2 separate regions of the Anser cygnoides genome follow, and region 2 is linked to region 1. A link is a contact called in public Hi-C data. All regions are on one chromosome and are shown on one strand. The core of a region is the stretch at or near the end of the contact, and the rest is flanking DNA. Distances in the headings are between cores, read along the strand shown. Region 1 holds the start of WDFY2 (WD repeat and FYVE domain containing 2). Region 2 overlaps WDFY2 (WD repeat and FYVE domain containing 2).

Evidence for each region. A called contact is a pair of places that touch in the nucleus more often than the background predicts.
Region 2: a contact with region 1 is called in a Hi-C map of granulosa cells, with 2.2 times the contacts expected there. The contact joins the enhancer-like site here to the promoter of WDFY2 in region 1. A contact is called at or near these places in 4 of 7 Hi-C or Micro-C datasets (fetal liver, granulosa cells and liver).

What each region holds. Positions count from the first base shown.
Region 1 is chr1:184,120,346-184,126,602 of Taihu_goose_T2T_genome, reverse strand. WDFY2 (WD repeat and FYVE domain containing 2) reads right to left here and starts at 1,652. Exons shown (of 12, transcript XM_013179669.3): 1 at 1,469-1,652. The coding sequence starts at 1,605. It overlaps LOC136789405 (a long non-coding RNA gene), which reads left to right and starts at 1,837. Exons shown (of 2, transcript XR_010828178.1): 1 at 1,837-1,977; 2 at 4,661-6,257.
Region 2 is chr1:184,171,471-184,177,679 of Taihu_goose_T2T_genome, reverse strand. It overlaps WDFY2 (WD repeat and FYVE domain containing 2), which reads right to left. Exons shown (of 12, transcript XM_013179669.3): 5 at 6,033-6,183; 6 at 4,094-4,206; 7 at 3,023-3,149; 8 at 212-317. Among named protein-coding and RNA genes, the nearest start is that of DHRS12, 44 kb to the left of the region's middle. Within about 2 kb of position 2,704, at least 1 of the 3 cell types and tissues checked has open chromatin away from gene starts, as enhancers often do.

The DNA.
Region 1 (6,257 bases), core at 403-2,902:
CCAGACTTAACACAGTACTTCTTGTTTCCTTTGAGCTATCCTGTATCACCTTTAGACACCTAGCAGCAGATTTCTTTCTCCAGCTGCAGCAGCAAGCAGGACATAAATTAGGGTCCTACATTAGCGGCTAGTGCTGGGACAGGAGAGAGGGGGTGCTGCTGTCAAACTAGTAAGTTGCTGAGTGACAAACCTCTGGGCTCCGCTTCACCGCTGTTTTCTTGAACCTAACATCTCAATTATTAGTGAAGCAAACGCATGTCACCAATCCCTTTCTCTACCAAGAAATATTGACTTGCGGCACCCACCTATTCTCACCAATTCATACCTGCTAAAATAGCGGAAGCTAGATACTAATTGTTTTCTGTGGTGGGGGGGAGCGACAGAAGTTGAGAGAGACCCATATGAGAGCAAATTAATTTCAGGAATACGTCTTTACTGATAAAAAGAATTAGCTGAGTAAGCGCTATTCAGTTTCACAACAAGTAAGTGAAAAACATAAAGAAAATTAAATCATGGCCATGTAGCACTTTAAAACTCTGTTTAAAGACGCTTCTACAGTGTACTTGTTTGAAGCAGCTCTTCTCGCTGTGAGCCATGACAACTTACTTGGAGACCATGGCTTAGATGAACTTAAATCATCTTGGATTTACACGGTTCACATGTCTGACAACTAGCTGGAAACTAACGCACAGTGAGGACAACGACAGGATGAAAGAAATACTCACAGTTTTCAGGAAAGCTGACAGAGAAATAAAAACAGACACTGAACAGGATAACGGGTGTCCAAGAGAAATAGTCCCCCCAAAAAACCTGGAGAATCGCGACATATTCACGCGTTTGCCTTTCAAGCAGACAGCTGGGGGCACAGGTTAGGTGCACCTGAGTTGTAAAGAAATTCTGTTTAAAATAATTAAGTATGGATTGTGCAGGAAAACTGAGCTCTGACTTTAAAGGAAGGCACCTTCAGAATTCAGTGTGAAACTTCAGCTGGAAGGCTGCATGAAGCTCAGGCTCTTGCAGGGGAGAGCGGATCGCCTCCGAGCAGCGTCAGCCACGCGTTCACCCCACGCCGCGCAGCTGAAGGGCCCGAAAACCTTCTGCTCCTTGGCAGCTTTACAGCACGGGACTGAACTCCAAGATCTTATCACCGCGATAGGGCATTTTTAAACAACCACCGAGAAACACTTGGGAGAGGGGAAAGGGGAACGAGAACTGCCTTCGCCAGCAGCACCGCAAACCTTCAGGCAAGGTCAGCAAGGATCCCCGCGGCACCCCCAGCACCCTCACCACAGGACCTGAACCACCACCTCCACCACCACCAGCAGGACCAGGACCACCAGGACCACCACCATCACCAGGACCATCAGGATCAGGACCACCAGGACCACCACCAGGGTGGGACCACCACCGCCGCCCTGCAACCCGGCTGCTCCGGGGGAGCCAGCGCCCGGCTGCCCGTTCCCGGTACCTGTCCTCGGAGACGCTGATGACCCCGTCCTCCTTGGGCACGATCGCTGCCATGTTCACCACCTCCTGCGAGCCCTCCACTTTGTTGAGCAGGAGGGGCTTGCGGGTCAGCGCCTTGGGCTGCGGCTCCGCCGCCATGGGCACCGCCGCTGCGGCGAGGGGAGGCTGCGGCGAGGGGAGGCGGCCGCACCGAGGAGGAGGAGGAGGAGAAGGAGAAGGAGGGACTCGGTGCACGGTGCCGGGCTCTGTCGCTCATCCCCCGGGCTCCCCGGGAAGCAGGAACCGAGGAAGCGGCGGCACCGCCCCCGAGCCGGGCCGGGCCGCCCCCCTGGGCCGGGCCGGGCGGTGCGGGGGGCTGAGGGGGGAAATGGCGGCGGGCGGCGTCGCCATCTCGCAGCGCCCCCAGGGGTGTCCCGGCGGCCAGCCTGCCTGAGCGCTGCGGGGAGGATTAACCTCGGGTCTTGCAGGCAGCTGTCAGGAGCCGGGCTGCTAAAGGGAGGCCTTGAGCAGGTAATGGTGGTTAAAAACTGGGTGTAGATGGCTGCTTTCCCGAGCGGGGGTGCGGGTCCGGGTGCCGGAGGGCAGCCCTCCCTGCCCGGTCGCCACACGGTGGCCGGCTGGTTGCAAAGCTCCTCGCTCGCAATACCAAGGCTTGTCTGTATTTAGATTACGAACTCTCTCGTGGTGAATTTCTAAGGGAAATGCAATGGGGCTCCAGCAACTGCTTTTCAGCGAGATTCTGCTTTTTGCTCACTTTTCCTGTTGGGTTCATTGAGGTCCAAGAAGGTCAGGGAACTTACCCAAAGCTCTGTGCTAACGTCAGCAAAACAAACAAACAAACAAACAAACACACGCTTTCTCTTGAAGTGTATGCCAAAGGCAATCTTTCATAATCCGTCTGGAGAACTCCGGAAAACAATTCTAGGTATCTGAACAGTTGTCCTACATCGCAGAAGTGATTTGCAGGCTGGAAAGCGTTACTTCAAGTATAACTTTAAACTTACCCATGGTAAGATGAAGTGCGGCAGTTCTCTGAAAAAAAAAAAAAAAGTCCTTCCCATCAGCAGAGAAATTGAGGAGGCTTATGAGTTTAGCAGATAGGCGTATATTTGTTGTGCAATTTGTGACAAGACTGTCACGTATAGAAGTGAAAACTAAATTCTAGATAGTGTTTAGTAAACTGAACATATTATACTAGACAAACAGGGTCTGGAGGCCTGCAGGACCACAGCAAGGCATTTAAGCTGTACTTCACTGAACTATTTGAAGTTCACAAGTGTACTGTGGAGGGAAATGTCTGGTCAGCAACAGATAATGGCTTGTAGGAAATGCATCTGCAATCTCAAGCTGTTTCCCAGGGGATGTATGATCACATTAGATAACATCCCTTTCTCACAATCCTTAGAAGGGAACTGCTACTAGAGAACTGAAGATGGAAACCAGCCCTCTTACTGCTACAGATGACCCTGCGGTCCTAGGCTAGACCTACAGCTAGACCTACAGCCAGAAAAGCTTGCATTGCTACATGATGTATGAAATATTCTTTGAAGATGCTGATATACTTGACAATTTTCAGAATGGATGTATACCTTAAAATGTCTTTGAAAACTAAAGTCTGAAGAAATCTGGCAAGGGCTGCTGTCTTTGCAGTTTGTTTGCATTCAGGATTTGGCACTATGCACTATTCATAGATAAACATGGTCTGAAAGTATGCTGGAGGCAACATACTGCAGGCTCTAGGGAGACGTAGAATATTTTTTGCCCAGTAGACCTTCAAGGAAGTGAGTAAGGGGGAAATGATTATCTTAACAAGGTATGGTTCACAGGACCCGGAGCTGGTCCTATGCATCCCTCAAATTAGCTGGTGTTTGTTTGTTTGTTTCATCAATTGCCTATTGAGAAATTCTATTTCCCTTGCCTCTCCCTTATCTTTAAACATTCTTGGACACAACACTACTCCTTCAAGATCTAATACACTGCCCTTCTGGAGGAAAACACTAAAAACAGTCCTAAATGGACATTCTCTTTTACTTTCCTGTTTCTAAAAAGGTGCAGAAGATACTCCACTTGGTGGCTATGACATGGTTGTTCAGGTGCACCCATTGAATGCAGGTTTCACAGGCAGCAACAGCCTGGCCGCCAGGGGCATGCATTTGGATCAAAGCCAAATAATGACACTCTGAAATGAAATCTATGCTTTATATAAAGGTCTAATCTTTGGTAATGATTTACCGTTTAAAAAAAAGAAAAGCCCACAATGCAAGAGATGCTCCAGTGGGCTTAGAGTCAGTCAAGATAAAAATCTTAAGGGCTTATTTTAAAGCTTATCTTTAATGGTTACTTCCTCAGCAAGACCAGGAAGGTACTTAAATAATAGAAAATGAAATCCTGAGCTCTGGTACATCACTTTACCAGGTGTCCAAATCTGGGGTCAGTGCTCTCATCTCCCTTATAAGGTAGAGAAATATGCTTGGGAAATTATTGCGCACAAATAATTGTCTTGCTGTGACTGAGAGAAGAAGAGCATTGCTTGAAAAGCTGGGGAAAGGAGAAAGGAAAGCAGAGAAGAAATAAGATTTTACAGTAAGCCAGAAACCTGGAGCTTACTCCTGCATTGTACCCGACAGGCTAAAAGAATGTGGTTGTAATGGTGGAAAAGGCATTGAAATTACCAACAAGATCTGAGTGTTTTCCCAGATCTACCATTCTCACACACAATCCAATCAAAAATGATTCACTTTTTAGCAACGATTTTCTTATAACCACATAAACTAATGGACAAAAAGACTTCAAGCTAGAATAGCTGTAGTCATCAATTTTAATGACTACCTGCAGAAACAAAATTAGGGTAGTTTAGAAAAGTGTTTCCCCATATAATGGGAAAAAATCAAGAAAATAAATCTTACCACTACTTATTAGCAGATATATTTTTTTTCATTTTCTATCAGAGCTTTATGGTAAAATTGCATGGGTTGAAAATATTTCTAGGATGACTCCTTGTAACTGAACTAGAAGCCAAGCAAAGCAAGCATATTCAGTTCTTTTTCAACTTCCATAAAAATGTGATATGCTTGGATTATTTGAACTTTCTTGTAAGAATACATCTGCCATTAGCATGGGTTGAAAAAAAAAAAAACAAACTGAAAAAGGCAACTTTATATCAAATTAATATCGCCTCATCTTTGTTTCTTAGCGTCCTTCCTCCTGCTCTGCATTTTTGGCATGCCACACGGTAAATGAAGCGTTCTCCTCAGCCTTTTTTTCTTGGTATGGGTTGACTTTCACTCCTTTGATTTGGATGGAGTGGATTGAACCGGCCTGCCTGCTAGCAATAAGACTGGTCCATATCTTCTTGGATTGGGTGAGGACAGAATAGCTCTGGGAAAGGGTGCTGCTTTGGATCACTGTGTTCACACACAGCGGAGCCAATTTCCATGCCCTCGTACCACACCAGAGTCTTGGTTACTTTCTCCGGTTCCTCCTCTGCAGTCTTGTGAGCTGGAGCAAATTCAATTCCCGATCTTTGGCACTTTGCTTTAAAAGTTGCTCTCTGGCTCCATCTTCCGTTTTGTCTTGTTTGCTGACTTTTGGTTTTGTTTTCTCATTTCGGTATATCCGAGTGAGATTTTTCTGAGTTTTAGGAACTAATTTTCTCTTGAAAAGTAGGTAATCACTTCTCACATGACAGTTGCAGCAACATGGAGAGGATTTGGACGTGCAGGTGAGCAGGGGGCCCGGGGAGGAGGGACCTGGACCTCTCCCAGCTCTGCTGTCAGCCCTATTTTTGGATACTTGTATCTTCAAGGTTGTTACTTCTTGTTAGAACAAGAGGAGAAATCCCTAGCCCCAAAAGCACAGCAATAGGTACTGCTTTGGCATAAGGGTAACTGTTCTGCAAAACAATTTTTGTGACATGATCTGGCAACGTCGTGACATCTTGCAAACCTTTCAGCTAAAACTGGCAAGCACTGGGGCCACCCAGTAGGAGTGGGACAATTTAATAAATATGTTGGCATCTTTGCGGGTACTAACAAAAACTGTCCTTTTCTAAAGTGCTCAACAATAATTAGAGTAATATTTATATTCCCAAGAACAAGCCTTTCATAAAGAAAAAGCTATTTTATGGTGATTAAAATTTAAGAACTATTTAACTTGTGCCCCTTTGAGCCATTACATAAACCGATTGCAATTGCTCTCCCTCTGCAAGAGGGGGACCAGTGTGGGAGAGAAACTGCACATTGCCCGCGTCGGTGCTTAGATTCAGAAGTGCTCCATTGACAGCGAGCCAGATTTCAGCTTCTGAGGCCTCTTCCTCAATTACCCATGCAAAACCAAAAGGCCTGTACACACAAAGGATAACCACATAAAAAAGGTAAGAACACTTGGCAACAAATAGAGCCACCTCTCAATAGCCATCGAATGCAGCAGCGGTTTACCCTCTCCCGTGCTTTTCTTCTCTGCTTGTTGGTAAATTAAATGTTTTCCCACTTTGCAGTACATGGGAGTTACTATTTCTTCAAAACTCGATGAGCTATGCAACTGCAAAGCTTTGTGCTTAAAACACTCTCCTTTGCAGTTCCCTTGTTTTGTCAGTAGTGATAGCCTTCATGAGATAGTTACTAAAAAATATTTTTAATTTCAGATGCTACATCATTCTTAGAAGCATGTGGGAAACAAATATAGATCCATTCTTTATATAGAAAGGCAAACTTCACAGAGTACCAAAGCGTTCTGTGGAAAATACACTTGCCCATCTTGCTTAAAAATACAAAACCTTATGAAAATGCACC
Region 2 (6,209 bases), core at 1,455-3,954, 50 kb before region 1:
TTTAGCAGCTTAATACACATTTTCTGCCAGATAATTTCCCCGGTACCATATTATCAAAGGCATGGCATAATTGCTGTATAATAACTGGAGCATGTCCAACAACATTTTTAATGCCTGGAAAGATCTTGTTTGAATGGAAAGCTGCACACCTTAGAAAGACCCCTTCTTCCCAAGACTGTTTCAGACAGAATCAGCAAGAACAGGTCCCTACCTCCTGTCTCTCAACATCCATGTTCCAGACAACGATTCCCCCATCGGCACCACACGAGATGAGCTGCCGAGTGTGGTGAGCATAGGAGAGAGACTGAACTCGGTCACTGGAAAAGAAACAAGACAGTTAGTAATCAACCATTTAAGGCTGGCACAAAAGTAAGCACAAAACGTACAATAAAGCAATATAAATCACTCGTTTGCCTGTATGTTGTGTGTTTTTTGTTTCCCTGTTTTGAATTTTCTTGGTATTCTTTGGATGCAAATTGAAGTCTTTGCAGTCCAGGTGGGACCAGAGCCAGAGCATTGCTCACCTGGGCAGCATCCACAAAAGCAAGGACCTGTCCTGATAACTGGTTTCACTGCTCCTGAGACTGGGAGCTGAGCTGGGAAGCCAGAACAGGGCTGCAACTGCAGGGTCTCGCCCGCTCACATCTGAGTGCCCTGGTAAGGCGGCTTCTCTTCAGAAGCTTAGTAGGTATCTCCCACAGCATCCTCATAGGCAAGCTCAGGAAGTGTGGGACAGATGAATGGACAGTGAGGTGGGCTGAGAACTGGCTGGATGGCAGAGCTCAGAGGGTTGTGCTCAGTTGAAGGTCTCTACATAGTGGTTGCCCCAGGGGGCAGTACTGGGACCAGTCTTCTTCAACTTCTTCATCAATGGCCTAGATGATGGAACCAAGCGCACCCTCAGCAAGTTTGCTGATGACACAGATCTGGGAGGAGTGGCCGATACCCCAGAGGGCTGTGCTGCCATGCAGAGGGACCTTGACAGGCTGGAGAGGAACCTCATGAAGTTCAACAAAGGCAAGAGCAGGGTCCTGCACCTAGGGAGGAATAACCCCAACCACCAGTACAGGCTGGGGGGTGACCTGCTGGAGAGGACCTGGGAGTCCTGGTGGACAGCAGGCTGACCATGAGCCAGCAATGTGCCCTCGTGGCCAAGAAGACCAACGGTGTCCTGGGCTGCATTTGGAAGTGTTGCCAGCAGGTCGAGGGAGATGATCCTCTCCCTCTTCTCAGCCCTGGTGAGGCCACACCTGGAGTGTTGTGTCCACTTCTGGGCTCCCCAGTGGAAGAGGGACATGGAACTACTGGAGCGAGTTCAGAGGAGGGCTGCTTAGGTGATGAGGGGACAGGAGCACCTGTCATGAGGACAGGCTGAGAGAGCTGGGCCTGTTTCTCTTGGAGAAGAGATGGCTGAGAAGGGATCTTATCAATGTCTATAAATATCTGAAGGGAGGATGTCAAGAGGATGGGGCCAGACTGTCTGCAGTGGTGCCAGAGACAGGATAAGAGGCAAGGGGCACGAACTGAAACACAGCAAGTTCCAGCTGAATGGGAGAAAACACATCTTTACTGTGAGGGTGACAGAGCACTGGAACAGGTTGCCCAGAGAGGTTGTGGAGTCTCCTTCTCTGGAGATAATCAAAACTCTCCTGGATGTGATCCTGCGCAATGTGCTCTACGTGACCATGCTCAGCAGAGGAATTGGACCAGATGATCTCCAGAGGTTCCTTCCAGCCTCAACCATTCTGTGATTCTGTGTTTTGGTAACACTCTGCAACATCTAGAAACAAAGCACTAAATAACTGCTGAAGATTTTCTTTTAGCACTAACAAGCATGGAGAGTTTCAAAAATAATACAGGAATTGCTAAACTGTTTCTAAGCCTTCCCAAGCTAAGGTGGATGATTTAGGTGCTTTTGCTTCTTCTTTGAAGAAAAAGCAGCATTTAAGAAACAATATGGTTTAAACCCACAAAGAATTTTTTGATTCTTTCTTCCTTCAGTCTACCTTCACAGTGCTGACCTGCATTAAGTGAAATGTTTCCTGATCCCCATTGTCATTAGGACCAGGTCTCTATACTGCATGGAGCCTGCCAACAGCCATGCTACCCATTAAGATCCAGAGGCTAACTTCGTATCAGAAGAACTTGTTTCCCCAGCAATAAATATAGCAGAAGTGCATTAGCAAGTGCCAGCGTTAGGGTTCAAGAGTGATCTGGGAATTCCCACAAGAACTCCACAGTGCTCCGAAGTCCCAGTGGCCCAACCAAACCACTCAGCAGAGCACAGCATCACTCAAGGGAAATGTATGAATATGTAAGAAGCTGTAAATACTGCCAGACCAAAACCACCATGGGATTTTGCCTCTCCATACCTACCTAACATGTATGCCAGCATTTAAAAGGCTCAGAAGTCATTGCAACAACAGCCATTCTACTTCTAGCCTAATGAACGCCCAGCACAGGCTTACTCTTCTTCAAAGACATCTACTGTACAATGCAAGTGTGAGGTCTGTACGTGCAGAGATGAAGCCTCTTTGCATTACAGAGATGTTGAAAGCCCATATGGGTAAAGCATATTACTTGTAATTCAGGCTGGAGGTAAAGTGAGATGGAAAACACCTGGTTAGCATGGAGTAAAACATAACTAATTGTCCAAGCCTGATGCTCCCTCTAGGGGAACGAAAGAACCTGACACCTAAAAAGCAAGAATTTCCCTGCAGCTGTTTTCATTTGAGGACCCTTCCTTTCCAGCAGAGGTGCACTCTCACATAACACATTCAGGACTGCAGATAATTGTGCTTTCTTTCACTACCCTTTGCAGACTTTTAAAGCAGCCTGTGGGCCCCAAACTGAAAAACTCACTTTAAACAATTTACTCTGGTTGTATATGGACCACAGGGAGTCACACATACAAGCTTGAGGCATGTGAAAACCGTAACCTCTGGGCTGTTTCTGTTTCCAGATGTGGCTTCTGCCTTCAGCTTTTCTCTCATAAAAACAGGAGGAAGGGCTTTGAACGTACTTATGTCCTTGCAGCTCGATGGCTGTTCCTTTTCTTCCTCCAATATCCCACATTATAATGGAATGATCAGAACTGCCTGAGAATAAAACTCGCTGTATTGGGTCCCAACAGAGAGCAGTGACACCGCCTGAAATAAGAGATGCACAGAACAGTCATTTTATTACAGAAGAATGTAGCTAAATATATAGGTACATATTTGAAGATATCACCAAATACACAGATACATATTTAAATATAACACCAAAACCAGAGAGAGAGTGATTAAAAGTGGTCTCTTTAGCAAGGGCCATGCAGCCACTGTACTGCCCATCTGATAAGCAGCAGCCTGGAAATGTTACTGAAGCCCTAACCCTGCTCTTCTGCAGCCAGAGGGCTCAGCTGCTGCTTGCTTGTGTGGATGAACCCACTGAGCAGCAGAGAGCAGCAGAAGGAAAGCCATCATATGATGGTCACAGTGTAACTGCACAGCTTTTCATCTCCACCACTCCCAGGTGACAGATTTTACAGTAAAACAGAAGGAAGTGGGAAATCTACAGAAATCTTCACAGTTTCTTAGTACGGGGATTGAACTGCCTTGTGCTCGAGTTATCAGCATTCAGTCACAGAGGAGGGATACGAAGGGAAGGTGCTGAGGAATGATCGTTTCTTCTGTTTGACAGCAAGTTCACATCCCAGGGCTGCTGTTTTTAAAGCATGATGGAGCACAAGCCCCAGTAGCAAAACCACCACTCAGCTCCTCCAATAAGCACATCTTGGATGTGCATAACCCACCTGGGCAATAATGTGTACCAATATGGGTCTTTCCCCAGGAAGCATCTTTTCCACCCCCAGAGATACTGCAACTTTTGTCCTCACTCTACTTTAATTAGCAGTAACTGATAGGGGTATTTCCTGCACTTTTCAGAAGTCTAATCCCTCTCTTCTTTTCAGCAATAAAGAATAAACTTCCCTGAGCTATAGGGACAGTTTGAGCTCCCTTTCCATGCTATTTACTGTTTCACAGGAGAGTTACATTGCCATGATGCTGAGCACAGATGAAGAACCAAATAGGGTCTCCTCCTCAAGCCTTACCTGTGTGTCCCTTAAATGTTGTAACAAGGCTGCAGGACTCTTGCTCTAGTTTGAGTATGGTTACTTGCCCAGAATGATCACCAACAAACACGTGCCGAGTTTCCACATCGAATCTGATGGACAAATGCTGAGGAATATACATTGTTTGCGCACAATTTTTGTTTAATGCACTGCTTTTCATGACTTGTTAATGCTTTTAACATGAGCGTACTGCAACCTCATGAATAGTGCTCCAGTTTCAAGGAGGTATTCAGGGTGTACTTTTAGATATCAAACTCATAGCTGTTCATATTAATAAAGCAGTCTGAGTAAACCAAATAGCAAGAAAAAAGAGACTTCCTGAAGATATAATAATATAATAAAAACACAAATTATGAAATGCCTTGGAAGTAGCCCTTTGCCACGAACAGAGGAGTCTCATCTTCCCAGGCTCTCTAGCTTAGGTGCTAGAGTCTCATGGTGTTTATTATTCCTCTTTCCTTCCATAAAAGTGTTTAAAATAACTGTTACTTGTTTCCTGCTTCTTTGTTATATTTATGTATACAAATAAAACTTTCATCTTTTTTCCAGACCACTGGCCAGTGTCATAGAAGTCCTCCAGAAGATTATCTCCTTAAACGGTTTTTAATAGCAATTTGGTGGCAATGCTCATGTTGCAAGAGCCAGTCTATGTTTTATAACATATGTGGGGAACTGTCAGTTACATCAGGTGTATCACACACCATATTCTTAACTGAATAAAATCCAGACCCATTCAGCCACTTACTGGAGCCATCTATCTCAACAGATTCTGACCTCTTCATCTGATTTAATTGCACATTTAGATTCCATATTGCATATTAAAGGATCAATTCCTTCACATTGATCAAATGCAGTCAGGACACTGGGGAAAACAACAACAACAAAAACAACCAAACCCAAACATTCCTGGTTCTGCCAAGGTTTTTCAGTATTTGTCAATGGTTGTCATTTCCCTGGCCCTCCACCAGCATGACCCAACGACCCAAATTAAAGTGTCCTCCAAAATTTGCAATCACTTGAACCAGTCTGCTCTCTAGAGAGCTTTAGGAAATGCAGAACAAATTTTTATATCACACTTTCTAAAATATTTATTAATTAATTAAAAATGGAGTTCACACACTATGCCATTTAGATTAGTTTGCCCTTCATTCAACCAGAAGATATAAAGCAAGTGCTTATATTTCCCTTGTTCAGAGTGTAATTTTGAGTCAGTCTCATTTCCCATGAACTAGCAGAACACACATCATCTCTAGCACATATGCTACGGGGCACTAAAAGGTCTGTTTATGCTAACCCCTGATTTCAGCCTAAGAGCTCATACTTTTCTACTTCCCTTTTCATTTGCAATAAAGCTGAATTAATATTTCTTTTATTCTCAGGCAGCTGGGGCAGCTCTAGGTGAATAAGCCACTTGAGTGCCATTTCTGGAGCCATTTATTCTTTAGTTGGCCCAAATTCCCAATGCACAGTGGGCTGTTCCAGAGTGAAAGACAAGTACTCATTATTTCATATTAAAGTCATTTAATTCTTACCATGCATAGACACACACACACTGACCTGATCGCCGACCTACTTTGCTACCATTAATTTTTAGAAAAAAAGAATACACTGCATGTTTGAACGAAGGCCCTGTCCTTACTTATTACAATAGCAGACCACAACAGGTTGCAGATTGCCCATTGTTTTGCTCAGAAATGCTAAGACCTAAATATGCCACCACGTATTAAGGAGACAAAGCAAGGAGAACAGTTAGTGTTGGGTTGTTGTTTTTTTTTTAATCGGCTTTAGATAACGGTTTCTCTTACAAAACACTGAACCTACACAGGGCACAAAAGTCGGAGGACAATTAGGGAAATAAAAAAAGAAAGCTAACAAACAAAAAGGCTGTTTAAGTGCCAAAGAGCTCAGCAAAGGATACTGCAGGCCACAGGCCCCCGCGCTGGTGCGGTACCCTCCCAGGCGCTGGCCGCTCTCTGAACAGTGCCACGTGAAGTGCTTGTCTTGTCCGGTGCTCAGCACCCACTCCATCTCCAGGACGAACAGAATCATTATGACCCTGCTTTGATGAGCTGAAAATTAAGCAAACAGACATAAA